Regions from separate parts of the Mus musculus genome. Here region 1 is linked to region 2. Evidence: chromatin contacts called from public Hi-C data. All regions are on one chromosome and are shown on one strand. The core of a region is the stretch at or near the end of the contact, and the rest is flanking DNA. Distances in the headings are between cores, read along the strand shown. Region 1 overlaps Msra (methionine sulfoxide reductase A). Region 2 overlaps Msra (methionine sulfoxide reductase A).

Region 1 (2,700 bases), core at 50-2,549, 210 kb after region 2:
CTGTGATGGGCTGGTGCTGACCACAGCACTGCTGAAGAAGGCAGGGCACCTCTTCCCATACAAACAGGAACGAAACCAGTGTGACACACCCTGAGGCAGTGTGCTCCAAACATCAGTCAGGCCGCCCCTGAGAGTTCTCCCAGCTGCCCTACTGTTCGTACATTCTATACATAAATGTGACAGGGCACATAGTATAAGGACAAACGTGTTCTCTGTATTGTGAAAAGGAGTCAGCACATACAAGATATAGTGTATTAACACATACACACACACAGAGTTGGTGGTTTGTTTCTTCTGAGTTAATGTGCTCCCAATCCAGATGCCTCCGGAGCAGTACAAGGTTGCCTCTGTTTCAAGAAGTGTGTAAACCCCAACACATACAGGATGAGGGAAGGGTGCCAGGGATGGCAACAAGAGAGGCTCAAACACCCCAAGTTTCAGAAACATGGCTGACACCTGAGCAGGTGTCTGGGGGCAAGCCTGAGCCCCAGAATAAGGGACTGGCTTGGCCCCCTCCTGTCTTAGTTAGGGTTTCTATCTATTTTATCTGTATTTCATACTGTTATAAAACACCATGACCAAATGCAGCTTGGGAAAGGGAGGATTTACTTCAGCTATGACGCTTGGGCCAGACTCCATCTCTGAGGAAAGCCAGGGCAGGAACCTGGAGGCAGGAACTGAAGCAAAGGCAGTGGAGGAAAACTGCTTACTAGCTTGCTCCTCAAGGCTGCTCAGTCTACTTCCTTATGCCATCCTGAACCACCTGCCCAGGGTGGCACCACCCACTGTGAATGGGGAGCCTCCTACCTCAATTATCAATTTGGAAACTACTTGCCTGCAGGCCAGTCTTATGAAGGCATTTTCTCAGTTGAGGTTCCTTCTTCCCATATATGTCAATGTTGTGTCAAGTTGACAAAAACCCACCAGCACACCACCTCCTGTTTAATCTGCTAGCTGGAAATGAGATGCAAGGCAGAGTTTAAATATGTTAATCTGCTTTCCCAGATTGCAGGCTCTCTGAATAAAGAGCAATTTTAAAGACTCAATTCCTGTCTCGGCTCATTGGCATTTTCAAGTAGCAGAAAGCAAGGAGATCGGGTGTTCCTGTTACAAATGTTCAGCATTTATTTCCCAAGAGAAGCCCTGACCACCACCCCAGTGGTTAGGAAGCCAGAGCTCTGTTCACAGAGAAGGTGGGTACTTAACAGCATGGCAAGAGCCAGAGGGTGAGGAGGAGTGCTGTGTAGCTGGCTTCTGGAGCTGACAGGGCCACTGCACTCTTGAGCTCACTGCAGCTGTGACTGCCTGCCCAAGGCTGAGCACATCAACATTCCAAGGAAGATGAGGGAGGAGCTTATGAGGTCCCAGCCCTAGCTGAAGAACTCCTGGAAGTTAATGGTTGCTAGGGAACTGGGAGGGAGGGGTGTCTTTTTTCTTCAGTGGTGTAGACACTGCTAAGTTGCCTATTCTCCAGGAAATACCACCACCACCCCATCTATGCTCATGCAAGTAACCCTACTTAGTGGGTCATTTAAAAATTATGTGTGTATGTGTATATATATATATATATGTATGTATGTATATGTATTTATATGTGTATGTATGTATATGTATATATGTATATGTATGTATATATGTAATTCTATATAGCATAAAAAAGCATTATACACATGCATAAAATGGCTATGAAGTAGAGAAGTAGGATCCCCCTCATCTATTTATGAACCCCATCCCAGTATTTCAAAAAATGGAGCCTTTTTCTGAAAGCACTTTCCCTTTCCAGCTTGTGAGGTATATGAGCAGCACTCAAAGGAAATAGAGACTCAGTCCTGCCCATCAGCACTCAACCTGACTAGGCTCAAGTCCAAGGTCAGCCAGGGTAGCTAGGTGGCCATCATAGCAGCCCATGGCAGAGCCCCTAGGGAAGTCATCATGGAACTGTCAAATTCACAGACACAGGTACCCAAATCAGGGCTTCTGGTGACAGGGGACATGCTCATTCTCCCAAGCCCACCAAAGCCACGGCTCACCCTTGGAACTTTGCATAACAGCCCCAGCATAACTGGGGAAAGCTCTTGGGGTCAGGGGTCTATGCATGTTCTGGGTCAGCAAGGTAAGTTCTCAGAAGCGACAGAGAGACTGGGTCATATTCATTTCTCTGGCACATGAAGCCCCAGATCCTCCAGGTAGTACAGCCTTGCACACTAGTGAGCCTGGACCAGGAGCAGTGGCGGGCCTCTCTTCCACAGCCTGCCCTGTGCTGCTCATTGCTCTGTACCATTTACTATTTGCGGTACTGTGCCAGAAACTGGAGAGTCGTAGCCAAGATGGCCCCATGCCTGTGCCTCCTGGGCTTTGTGCCCTTTTGGTACTCTCTCTTCCTACACCAGGTTTGTACTCTGTGACCAACAGCATCCATCAGAAGGGGAGGTTATGTCGCTCTGACTTAGATCACAGCAACACTAACCCACTCAATCACTCACTCCAGAGTCACTCACTTGGGGAAAAAAAAAAGACACTCTTCCTTTCTTCTGAATAGGGAGGCCAGGTGAGACAGTAGGTGACATCTGAGCCAAGTGAGGGAGTTAGTGAGAAAAGGGGTACCCCCTGGTCATTTTGAACAACCCTGGTCTCTGTTTCCTGCCCCTTTTCTAGTTGGGGTCAAAACCACTCTGGTACCTCTCCACTGAACTATACATG
Region 2 (2,700 bases), core at 62-2,561:
CCCATGGCTGAAAGGACAAGAAGAGCTGGGTGCAGGTTTAGCAAAGGATCGCCTTGGTCCTTGCTCTTTCTGAGGCATCACAGAACCACTAGCTCACAAAAATCAGTCCAGCAGGCAATGCGATAGAAACATATACACAGGCAAGGCCAATAAGATAGCTTATTAGGTAAAGGCCCTTCCTACACAAACCAGATGATCTGAGGTCAATCCCTGGAACCCACATGGAAAGAGGGAATCATTTCTGAGCGTTGTTCTTTGTCTTTCACACACATGCCATAGCATGCGGCTGTGTGTGCTCACACACATACCAGACACACAGACATCAACCACAATAATAAATATATAGAATAAAAACAAGGAACAAAAAGAATTCACCATGTAGATACTGTTCTGCAAATAAGAACAATGGGACTGCCTCTGATAGGACAGGGTTGCATCTATCTCAAAGGCCAAACATCCTTTTGGGTTGTCCATGGTGCTGAGCTGACAACCCCTGGAGAGGCCTCTGTGTGCAGGGGGATACAGGTTGCTCCTGATGGCTTTAGTCTAACCAGAGGTCAGGCTTCCTGAGAGCAGATGACAGCCCTGCTTTGTTCTGAATGCCTTGGGAGATGGAGAGGAGAGAAGCTGGGGGAGAGGGGCCAGAAGAAAAGGAGGGAGCAGGTGGGACTCTGCAGGTCAGGCCCCAAACCCTCTTGTCTGTGCAGATGCTCAGGAGAATTCAAAGACAAATCAAGTTGGGGAAATGCAAATGGAACAGCAGGACTCTGAGGGCTGCAAAGCAAAGACCTTGACCTGGCCAGCTCCTTCTGCAAGGTTCTGAACCCCAGCAAAAAAGGTGACACACAGAAAGACGGATGTCATGCTGGATGGAGCAAGTTGCAGAATGTTTATATGACTGACTGCTGATCTGCAGTTAGACCTGCAATACCTTCCTTATCACAGGGCTGGCCTTCGAAGCCTGCCATACAAGAAACTTGGCTTCATCACTGCTCTCTAACAGGATGCTGAGGCCTGCACAAGGGGAGTCAGTGGCTCCAGTGAGGCACCCTACATTTCGGACACCTCCAGGCCTTGAGCTGAGGAACACCACTGTCCCCTCCTTTACGGACAGCTCTGTCCACAAACCTCAAATCTGCAGTCTGTGCGTTCACTTCTGGGCTTCTCATGAGCTCTGCAGGCAAAGCGTTCTGGGATGAAAAGCATCCTGGCAATTTGGCCTGAAGAACAAAAGCCCGCCAGCTCTCAGTGCTGAACATAAGGCAGCCTGACTTCTCGATCAATCAGCCTGGTAGCAGGGGAATGTCTCCCCCACATTTCCTGTGCTTGGAAGGAGGAAGCCAGGAGCAGGCTGAGCAGAGCACCGGGCAAAGGCAGTGAATGAGCGCACATCTGCCCGCCGGGGCAGCCCGGCTTTCCATGGACCCCCAAACCCGGGCACCACACTGACCACCTCCTTCAAGATCCTGTCAGATAGTGGTCTCACCTGCTCCTACAGAGGGCTTTCTCCAATGGTACAACTTGGTCCTGGGGTCCTTACAAAGTGTCACACCCTGCTTTTGTGCCTCTAGTCATGCTGGCTTTTTGTCTGGCAGTGTTCTCCCAACTTTGACCCTATTCAAGTGACAGGTCTGCCCTACCCCCTCCACAAGGCCTTTGTAGGCAATGATACAACGTGGTGCTGGCACCCGTCACAGGCCTGGGTTGGAGCCATAGCTCCCACCGAAATGAGTAACTCGGCACAATTTATCTAATCTTACTTTGGGAAGGAACAATAACAGTATTACTTCATGGACTGGAAGAAGGGGACATTAAATAAGATCATGCCTGTCAATAAGCACTCAGCACAGTGTTTGACACACTGTTGATTTTATGAGGGAAAGACCCCCCCACACTGTTTAAAAGGTCTATTGCGGTTCATTAAACTGGTATTAGTTATCTACAGCAACATCCCCCTTCTCCCTTCTTACCCATCTTCCCTTCTCTCCTCTCTCTTCCTCCTCCTCTCCCTTCCCTTCCCCCTCCCTCTCCCCGTCCCCCTTCCTCCTCCCTGTCTTCTTGATTTGTATTGCTCCATATTGATCCTGGACCTTGTGGGGGCTAGACAACTACTCAGCCACTGAGCCACATTCTCAGTCCAGGTTCAAGATCAGGGAATAATAATTAAAACAGGAGCCGCCACTTTTAAAGGCTTGTGAACGAAGCTCTACCCGATGCTTCAAAACTGGGTGCTCCTATTGCAGTCATTACTTCCTGACTACTTGAATCTTCTCCTGCAAATCCCTACAGCACCCCCAGTCTGTCTCCAATGGCTCAGGGTTGTTCATTATGGTTTTTCGATCTTAGTTTCATTTAATTGCTTGCTGGCTGGCTTCCTTTGTTCCCATCCAGAGGGAAGTGGGAGGGTACGTACACTCTGACTGGCTCGGTTCTGTTGCTAAGAACACGGTAGTTGTCTAAGTCAGAGTCTCAGACTTGGCTTATTTATCTAAGAATAGAGAAAGCAACCCCCTCCCTAATTTAGTCGGGACAATATGCTACAGACCCCACCACACGCACACACACACAAGCACACACACACACAGAGTTTATCTGTTTATCTGTTTACCGTATCTGCAAGCACAGTGAAAACCATCTCCCCAGAGTTCGCTTGGAAAATTACTCTGAGCACTTTCAGTTCAATGAGGCCTGTGATTATAA

Evidence for each region. A called contact is a pair of places that touch in the nucleus more often than the background predicts.
Region 1: a contact with region 2 is called in a Hi-C map of forebrain, with 2.2 times the contacts expected there. The contact joins two enhancer-like sites. A contact is called at or near these places in 3 of 484 Hi-C or Micro-C datasets (bone marrow-derived macrophages, embryonic stem cells and forebrain) and 1 of 115 datasets of contacts at active chromatin or transcription factors (embryonic basal ganglia).

What each region holds. Positions count from the first base shown.
Region 1 is chr14:64,372,317-64,375,016 of GRCm38.p6, forward strand. The region is part of intron 1 of Msra (methionine sulfoxide reductase A); the gene reads right to left. Among named protein-coding and RNA genes, the nearest start is that of Gm52130, 33 kb to the right of the region's middle. Within about 2 kb of position 1,300, at least 40 of the 459 cell types and tissues checked have an H3K27ac peak or open chromatin away from gene starts, as enhancers often do. A contact at or near this core is called in forebrain, where this site is marked.
Region 2 is chr14:64,163,205-64,165,904 of GRCm38.p6, forward strand. The region is part of intron 5 of Msra (methionine sulfoxide reductase A); the gene reads right to left. Among named protein-coding and RNA genes, the nearest start is that of Gm52129, 35 kb to the right of the region's middle. Within about 2 kb of position 1,312, at least 47 of the 459 cell types and tissues checked have an H3K27ac peak or open chromatin away from gene starts, as enhancers often do. A contact at or near this core is called in forebrain, where this site is marked.